Linked DNA regions of Mus musculus: region 1 is linked to region 2. Evidence: chromatin contacts called from public targeted proximity ligation data. All regions are on one chromosome and are shown on one strand. The core of a region is the stretch at or near the end of the contact, and the rest is flanking DNA. Distances in the headings are between cores, read along the strand shown.

Region 1 (5,005 bases), core at 1,787-4,286, 670 kb before region 2:
TGAGCCATGCTCAGCTCCTTGTTTGTCTCAGATACTTGGTAGACTTCCATCCTGTTATTTCTCTTTCCTAAAAAATTGCTTCTGTCCTCTCTCAAAAACGTTCAGGGCCCTTTTCATAGATAAGGGCATTTTAGGATATCACCATATGGCCAAGGTAACTCTTATAAGGACAACATTTTATTAGGTCTGGCTTACAGGTTCATAGGTTTAGTCCATTGTTGTCAAGGTGAGAGCATGGCAGCATCCAGGCAGACACAGGACTGGAGGAGCCAAAAGTTCTACATCTTGTTCCAAAGGCAGACAGGAGAGAACTAGTACCCATCTGGCTAGGAGAAGTGTCTCAAAGCCCACCCCACAGTGACACACTTCTTCCAACAAGGCCACACCCACTGCAACAAGGCCACACCCACTGCAACAAGGCCACACCCACTGCAACAAGGCCACACCTCCTAATAGTGCCACTCCTTGGTCGAAACATATTCAAACTACCACAATGTACCAATCCATTTTGATGACCAAAAGAGTTTATTGAGGTAGTAGTGATCATGGGTGACTCAAAGGGTGGGCTATTAGGAAGTTTGTCACTGTACAGCCGATTAAACTGCTGCAGGATCCCATCCACAGTATGGCGGCTGACAAAGAGTTGTACCACCAGAGGCTCCTGCTTCCTGTGAATTGTTTCCTCTTGCATAATGTTGGGGAGAAGAGGACCTGAAGGGACCAGGATTTGTCACCAGACACCCCAAGACCAAGTTGTCAACACAAACGAGATTTATTTGTTCTAGAGGGACAAAAAAACCCAAACAAACAAGGAATAAGAGACAAAGACAGGAGATAGAGGATGGAGTAGAAGGGCAAGGGATCAAGGGAGACAGGGAAGGAGTTTTGTCCTTAGATGTGGGGAAAGGAGTGCTTCTCGATAGAGAGCAAATAGACATGGCCTACAGGCAAATGGTGGTTTATAAAGTTAAAAGAGGAAACGCTGTGTTAGGATGAAATACTTAATTTTATTTGAGCATGTTAATTTGGATAAGCCAAAAGTGGCTTTTGATTGTTGGACTTCAGTACTTTGCTAGCTAGACATGGGGAGGAGAGGAACAACCTAAAGCAGCAGGAAGTGGCCAAATAAGAGGATCGACCTTGGTAGCTAGCTTTAGGAATTCAATCTAACGGTTTTTGGCAAGGCCTAGGAAATAGCAGGGAAGGGAAAGGCCTACCAAGGCCATGTTTGCCATGCTCAGGATGGCTAGAGGGCCCTTGTGAGGGTCTTGAAGGGAAGGTTTGTGGCTTTGTTCAGCCTCTGCTCCCTTGTTAAGGAGCATGGTTTCATAAAGTCTCATGGTGGTGATAAGCAGATTTCCTTCAAGATGACAATGGGCGTGTCCAGGCTGAAGGAAGCTGACCCACAGCCACAGTGTGTAGGGCTCTTCTTAACACGGACAGATGCTAAGTAAAGCTCAAAAGAAGGTATTTCAGCTCATTTCCCGGGGGGTTGAAGGTTTTATGGTCATAAAATTCAGGTCTGAACTTACTTTTCAGCCATATTACCTGCTTACTCCTGAAGCCACTGTGTTCCAGTCACTTCTCAGCTGAAGGCTTTTTGCTTCCCATTTCCCTGTATCTAATCCAGGCCTCTTACACAGCAGTCACACGCTCCTTATATAGGCATGACCCAGGATGCCTCACTCTATCAAGTTCACCTTGTTTTCAAGGTGGGCCTAATATGCTACTTAAGATGTTGAGAGAAATAAAAGAGGAATAGGCGTGGGAAGGAGAGGTCTCATTGGGGAGGACTGAGACTCCATTAAAGATTGAGGAGAGGACAAAAGAGGGGAGGAGAGGAGGGGAGGGAGGACTCCTTCCCTAGGAATGTTGAGAAGAATTTATTTCCTCGCCTGGGACCAGAGTGAAGCGCGTCTTTATAGTTGCTGAAGGATGTCAGGCTTGTCAATCAAGAAAACTGGCTGAGAATTACAGCATAAATGGTCATTTTAAAAATACGATGCTGGGCTTGTGTCTCTATTCATTTGAAACAGGGTCTACTAAACTAGCTGGTCTGTGACATGCCATCTTCCTGCCTCAGCTTCTTTAGTGCTAAGATTACTGGTGTATGATACCATGCCTACACTAGCTGGGCTTGCTTTTTGAATGTATTGCTCCATCTTAAACGGAAGTGATAGATTCTGAAGTTTACTTAGGCTATCCATTATTATTGTTATTAACAATTATTATTGCTAGTAGTCTACTACTTAGTCTGGTGAGATGGCTCGAGGGTGAAGGCATTTGCTGGCCCGGGCCTTATGACCCGAGTTTCATCTCTGGAATACCTGTGGCAGAAGGAACACACTGGCTCCAGCAAATTGTCTTCTGACTTCCATATATGGGAAAAATATACATGACAAAAATTATAGAAGCAAAAGAATACATTTCTAATGTGAGGAGTAGGGAACAATGATCTGGAATAGTGGTTTTCAGAAGGGCTAGTCCATATTGTTTGGGGACGTGTGGACACAGGTGCTTAGCTTCTACCCCATCCATGGCTCAGAAACTTGAGTCCCAGCAGCCTGAGTTGATGTTTTCACAAGTTGTTCAGCATGCTTTGAAAGGCAAGGGGCGAGGAACCTTCTGAAGAAACAGCAGCTATTATAGCTAATTAAGAGCTGCAAGCCCAAGAAACCTTAGTTAACAGATTGCTAGTGGCTGATGTCTTGTTGTTTGAATCCCCCCCCAATACATACTGTATTTGAAAACAGGGCATGGTAGAAAGTGAGTATAATCCTGGCACTGGGGTTAAGGTAGGGGGACTGAGAGATCCAGGCCAAGCTGGACTTCCTGGTGAATCCAGGTCAGATGGGGCTGTGTAGCAAGACTGCCTAAAAAAACCAAATCATCATCAACAATAATGAAGCAAAATAAAAAGGCTCAGCACTGAAAACAAATGGGTGAATTATTGATCTGGGGAGAAGAAAGCTGGCAGCTTTACCACTGCACAACTGCATAGGAATCTATGCCATGACTGGGATGGGTGCCTGGGAAAGTGACTTGGCTGCTGATGAACGGGCCATGGGATGGGTCAGTGACTCCCAGGTCACCGGCTGCAGGGCTGTGCTTCTCTTGCTTTTAATCTTTTGGCAGTGACTCGATAGCATGTGACCTTGTTAGTCTCTTACTTTATATTACATTGGTTTTTCTTTTCTTTAAATAGCATTTTCCCCTTAAAAATCAATGTCTGCATGTTTACTGTAAAAGCTTTTATAATATTGAATATAGAATAAAATAAAGTGACCTGTTAGTGCATCATAGATAGGGAGATAAGAGTCATTAATAGTTTTAGACTGCGGATATGTGGGTATACATTTTGATTTTACTCTATTAAAGTTTCATATTCCTTATCCTTATAATGTGTTATAAATTTGTGTGTACTTCAGTGTTCTTTTTAAAAATAAAAATTGAAGTTCAGAAGAATTTCCAACACGTGCATTGTACTGAAGTCACAGCTTATTTAATCAAGGACTCTTAGAAATTAAAATTATATCATTGTAAGTAGCACTTAAGTGATGGTGTAAGCCTTCATTTATTTCTTCAAGATAGATTACAGAGCCGAATGAATATTCTAAATACCCTTTATCATGCTAAGAATTTCCTTCCCAATAGGTTTATATCACACATTACACTGTCAGCTCAACCTGCAGGCATAATGTTGTCTATTTTTGTCTCATCTCTTGGGTCCTTCTTTTAGGAACTGTTTAAGCCTCAAATTCTTGTCGATAGTTCTGATTTATAAAAACTCTTCATTGCTTTTATATACAATTCTACTTAATTTCCCAGTCTTATGTTAGCTTTTTAATTCTGTTTGTCACCCTGATTAAGCCAACATATTTTTTTATAGTAATAGTGTTTATTTTGTCACTGTATCGCAAAGGAAATAAAAATTCAAATGCATCTCTGTTTTTGTTGCTTTGTATTTTGCTTTTAATATTTTGCCTTTTATTTTCCTGGGGTTGTGTTTGCCAGTGATGCCAGAAGCCATGGCTCCCCACTCCCTGTGCTATTCCACAGCCAAGAAAAGAGTCTGTTTGTCTTGCCTTCTGAACCTTGGTGGGTCTTGAGACTTGTGTGGCCAGTAACAAAGCAGAAGTGAGCTTGGCTTGCTCCCTCTCCCTCTCCCTCTCCCTCTCCCTCTCCCTCTCCCTCTCCCTCTCCCTCTCCCTCTCCCTCTCCCTCTTCCCCTCCCCCTCCCCCTCCCCCTCCCCCTCCCCCCCTCGTGTGTGTGTGTGTGTGTGTGTGTGTGTGTGTGTGTGTGTGTGTGTATAAGCATACTCATCCATACTTGCATATGTGGAGGACAAAGGACAACATTAGACATCTTTCTCCATCCCTCTTCATTTTACCTGTTGAAACAGGATTTCTCATGGGATCAGAAACTCAGTGTTTTAGCTCCACTGGCTGTTCAGTGAGTCCCCCAAACTCACATGTCTCTGCTTTCTCAGTGGTCGCGTCCAGTTTTTAGATGGGTGCTGGGGCTCTGAGGTCAGATCTCAATGTTGGTACAGCAAAGGCTTTACACCCAGCCCTGCTGCTCACTTCCTGCTTCCCACTTCCATCTCTCAAGCCCCAATGGCGTGGTCCTTAACTGATATGAAAGGCTCCGCTTTCCACCTCTTGGAATGGCCACCATTCTGTGAGATGCCCAAGTCATGAGCCATGGCCCTGTGCTCCCACTGTGGCTCCAGCTGAGCCCAGTGCTGACAGCTAGCATCCTTGGCAGCATGGAGGGGAGTGGCTTTAGATATCCATCCAGCCTTCAGGTACATCTGACTGCACTGCCCTAGGAGACTCCACACAGACCATTCAATTCCGAGAGCCATAGAAAGCAATGTTATTGCTTTGAGAATGCCAAGTTACAAAATGGCTTTCTACCTCAGCAGCAGATCATCAGAAACATTTATAACGCAAATGGAAAATCAACATTCCTTTCCCACTCAGCTGTGTCACAGGTTGCCCT
Region 2 (4,994 bases), core at 1,406-3,905:
AAGAGAGTAAGTTGGAGAAAAAGCTGGAATGGCACTGTGCCTGATGATGGCCTCTTGATAACCAGGAACAAAGCAAGTGGCAAAACATTTTCCGCTGTGCTTCCTTGCTTTGGCTTTGGTGGTTTTGGCTTGTTTTATTTTATTTTTTATGTAATTAATCTTTTAAGATAAAAACAGTCAATGGTATTTTTTTTCCATATTTCATTTTTGAAGAAGAAACAATCTTTTATAATCTATTCTGAGTCAAGGCAAGAATTAAGTAAGAGAAAGCCTTTGTTGAAAAGTGAAAAAAGTTACCCAGGCAACCGGTGTTTGCCACAAGTGTGCTGATTCATCATCTCCAACGTTACTCACTGTCACTGATTACCACAGACGTGTGGCTGTAGAGGAGCCTATGCCATTGTCATTTCCTCAGCTTTCCTAAGGATGAGCTGAGCATGAGAGATTTACTGTGCGCCCTTCTAAAATCATGCTTTCAACCTTAAAGTACAAACCAGGGCTGTTAGCATACAGAACGACCTGGGCTTGCTTTGTTTATCCCTCAACTACTTTATCTGTTGATGGGATAAGATTTCATTTTGCAGTGTACAAATTTACCCTAGAAATATTCTTTAAATAGAAGACTTGGGCTATGGCCGCAGTATATAGTTCTTTCAGTTACTAACTTCACTTTTCTAAGTGAAAATCAAGTCTTACTGTCTTACCTCTGTGGGTAAAATAACCAGCTCTACATATTTTAAGGCTTAAAATTTTATCATGTGATTATTTAATGCATATTAAATGGAATACATAGACCATTTAAGTTTTTAAGTTTTGTCACAATTTGGGCTGTAAACCGTTGTGGAAACAAATTCATCAATCCCAGTGGGAAAGGTTCTATTACTTTTATTTATTCATAAATGGCAAAAGCAAATAAATGGTAAAACAGGCCCTCATTTTTTCGTTCACACAAACACTCTTTCACTAACCTTTCCGGTCTGGCAGGCTTATCCTTCGCTCCCAGTGGTAGCATGCAGGTAAAGGTGCAACTCCATGTTCCTTGCTTCCGAACCTCAGGAGCTGAGCCGGGTGTGCAGGCCCTGATGTCTAAGCAGTGGATGTCCGTGTCCGGTGGGATCCACGCAGATTTATTTCTCAACCCGAAGCTTCTCCTCTGGGCTTTCGGGAGTTGAGCGATTTTGCCATGCCAGACCAGAGTTTTAAAGCTAAATTTGGCCAATTACAACTAGGGGGTTCCACACATTATTTCATGCCCTTCTTTATCACTCACAGGCACACACATGTTTTCTATGGTCTGGTTCTCAGTTATCTTGGGCCGTTGGCGGGCCCATGGCGTTGTCCCACCTCGGGTTCAGGGCAGTGGGTGTGCATCCTTTATCATTCTCGCCCATTCTCTAAGACTTGGTTTTCATAACTATCTGTAGCCACCGGAAGTGCAACTGTGGTAGCCTCCAGGCTGGCAATTTTCACAGCTTCAGGAAAAATGCCCTCTGGGGCTATGTGTTCTTTACAATTTTTATTCAAGTAGTATATCCCTTTATCTGTGTGAGTGTATGTTGTGTGTGTGTGTGTGTGTGTGTGTGTGTGCGAGCGCAGGCAGGCTAGAAAAAGGTGTTGACAGATCGATTGGATTGGAGTTACAGAGAGTTGTGAACTGACCATTGTGGGTGCTGACAACCAAAATCTGTTCCTCTGAAAGAGCACTAAATTTTCTTAACCCACTGAGCAATCTCTCTAGTCCCATCATACCCATAATTTTAATTAATGGGGGTTTAACTCATCCTGATTTGAGTGTTAGTAATAAAAGTTTTATGTTTCAGAATCTCTATAATGGTATTGGTTTTCTTTATGTAAAAATATACTGTCAAGCTATTTTTTCTCCAGTTTAAAACTAATAATTTATACTTATGACAGACCATTGATTGCTATGATCTTACGTTGAATCAGTCTTCTAAAATTCTTATAGTTTATGTGAGTATTGCCATGTTGTTTTACCATAAAATACTATCATAATAACTTTGATTTATTTGGTTTAAATGGGAAGTGGAATTAGCATCTTGGTCTTTCTATAAGGTAAAAGGAAGAAGCAATTTGAAGATTAAGCTGTATATCTTTATCACATTCTTCATTCAGAAAGCTGAGTCATTTTAATGGAATCACAGTCAGAGTACTCAGCCTTTGCTTTGTGTGAGAGAGAGTATTTCAGGAAGGAAGAACCCAGTAATCGATGGATGGACACAGTCAGTTATAGGCTTATAAAGTTCTGTTTGATAAGCAATTGACTAGATCAGATTATTAATCTATTTAATTTGGCATGTTCATTGTATGTGATAAAAAGAGTCCAACTGTGAATTTGAGTGTGTTAAATAATTTTCAGGAAGCCCCCCCACAAAGGACATTTGAATGCCTTAAAACTTGAAATAAGGCATGGTTGTTCCAAATACACTTGATTTGCCTAGGTTTACCCATCAGGTTGAAGAGATGCTAATTTGTTACATTCAGCAGCTGGGTTTTGCAATATTCTTTTCCTCCTCCTAGGGTCTAATTAGCCTTCTTTCAGAATGTGGCCTATTTAGCCTTAGATTCTCATGACTCATCCAGAGCTGGCTGTACAAAGCAGAACCCTTAGCAGGCGGGTGTGTCCAACTGCTTAATTAGCCAGAATAAAAAGGTCCTTTGTCAAGCAAGCGCCTGCTGCCCCTGACACACCTGACAGGCACATTAGGCAAGGATGACTAGGCAGAAATTGTGCTTGTCTCTCCTGTAAGAGTATACAACTCATTTACATGTGGGCTACATCAGTGACAAACTGCAGGGGGTTATTTAATTTATCAAAACAAAGTAATGTGACTGCTTTTGTGATCCATAAACAAATATCACTTAACAGGCACTGAAAGATAAAAACTAAGCAAATTACCCCCAGGCGTAAACAAAACCTCCAAAACTTCTGCTGGTGAACGAGAGAAAATAGGTTATAAGCACCCAGTGTTGCTCAGGGGGTTGAAGCAATAGCCCAAGGTAGCAGGCTTCAGGCACTGCCCTCCTGTGAGAGAGAGTTCTCACTTTGCACAGATGGAGGGGAGTCCCCAGAATGCTACAGTGTGTCAGTAGGTTAGAACAGTCTGTTAACAAGCTTTCCTCAGAGGATTGTACTCTCCCGATGTGCTGTACACCGTCATTGTTCTGATCAGATTAGGTCCTCTGAGCTAGTGAATGGAAAGTGCTTCTGGAAAAAGAACCTGCATTAGAATCCCAAACCTTTCTCACTATCAGTCTCAGGCTCTTTGTTGAGAAACTGTCCTGACCTGAGCCTGCATCGCAGGACACCCAGTGAGCATGGATTTTCAAGTCAGACAGAAGTTGAGTGAATTCCGATTCTTCCTATTTCTGCCTGCATGCTTTTAACAATTTTTATTTTATTTATTTATTTATTTATTTATTTATTTTTTTTTTTTTTTTCGAGACAGGGTTTCTCTGTATAGCCCTGGCTGTCCTGGAACTCACTTTGTAGACCAGGCTGGCCTCGAACTCAGAAATCTGCCTGCCTCTGCCTCCCAAGTGCTGGGATTAAAGGCATGTGTCACCACCGCCTGTCTTTTAACAATTTTTAAAAATCCCACCCATGTATCAGTTTACACAGTTGTTAGCTAAGGATACCATCTGCATCATGGGCTTCCTGTGAGCATAAAGCTAGAAATGTATGTAAGGCATTAGACTTTTTTCTGCAATCAGGAAAGGACTTTGTAAATGATGGACCTAATTGCAGTTATAGCCATTTATGGGAGTGATGGGATGAGCCTGGCAGAGAGTTTCTTCTTCTGAGCTGATGGAGGTGTTGAAACTGGAGCAGAATGAAGCAGTGTCTGTCAGGAGAGCTTGCTCAGGGTTTAACGCCATTGACTGTCCTTGGAGAGGATGGTTCCCAGCACCCACATGGTGGCCCACAACCACCCATAACTCCAGTTCCAAAGGATTGAAAACGTCTTTTGGATCTCCTAAAGAGTCAGGCATGTATTTGTTGCACATATATACATGCAGCAGAATCACTTCAACACATAAAATGAATATAATGAAATTTAAAAAGCTGGTCAAAAGCATAGAAACTGGGACTAAGCAGAAAGTATTCTGGGTTTGACTGACACTTGATGCACTAGATTGGGCTTTTGATGCCAGTTTGGATGTGGCAGAGGCAGAGCTGGAAGACAAATAAAAGGTTCTCCTACAGTCTCGCTTTACATTTAAAAACGAGCATTTGTCCTTACTTGTTTAGTTTACTCCCGTTGAATAGTTGACATATTTTCTACCTTTTTCAGTGCCCCATTCTAAAACTTAAATCACTCTTTTTATTCTATTTCCCTTTTCCCTGCTTGTTATTAAACTCAGAGATTCCAATGTATCCTGTGAAGTCGAGAGCATGAACTTCACTGTAGTGTCAACCCTTTCCTTGATGTTTCCTGTGTGTGTGCTAGTGAGCCAGGGATGGGATTCGACATCTTCAGGCCTCCAGTTACTCACCTATAAAGTGAAGGACATCATAATTTCATTAATTAGTTACAATCACTAATACAAAATACTGGCACATAAGCTCATCTTGGCGCAGTTTTAGCCAGCTCTGTGGAGAGCAGGAGGGGATGGTAGTGTAAGAGGTGTCACTGTGGAAACCCATGCATAACGGATGAGTCAGAGGTCAGGAGACGCCCTAGCTGGCCACACATGCCGTCTGAATGTGTACACCATACAGACAACGTCTCCTGGTCATCCTAAAGCTGGCGAGACTGAGCGCCATCCCAGCAGACGCTATGTGTTCGTGGGCTATGCCTTGTCCTACAAACATCTAGCTCTGTTGTTAGAGCACAACAGTAATCAGTACTCTGAGTGTGCATGATAAATCAAAGGACCCAAAAGGTTCTTGCATTCATGTTTGGATTGCTGTTTTTCTCTCTACTTGTCATGGAAGGAAAAAAAATTAAATAAAAGGAAGAGCTAGGGTTTCT

The links.
Region 1: a targeted proximity ligation map of pancreatic cancer cells shows a contact between it and region 2. A contact is called at or near these places in 2 of 130 datasets of targeted methods (embryonic stem cells and pancreatic cancer cells).

The regions. Positions count from the first base shown.
Region 1 is chr19:28,568,117-28,573,121 of GRCm38.p6, reverse strand. The region is part of intron 2 of Glis3 (GLIS family zinc finger 3); the gene reads left to right. Among named protein-coding and RNA genes, the nearest start is that of D930032P07Rik, 110 kb to the left of the region's middle.
Region 2 is chr19:27,902,517-27,907,510 of GRCm38.p6, reverse strand. All of the region lies in intron 1 of Rfx3 (regulatory factor X, 3 (influences HLA class II expression)), which reads left to right. Among named protein-coding and RNA genes, the nearest start is that of Rfx3, 110 kb to the left of the region's middle.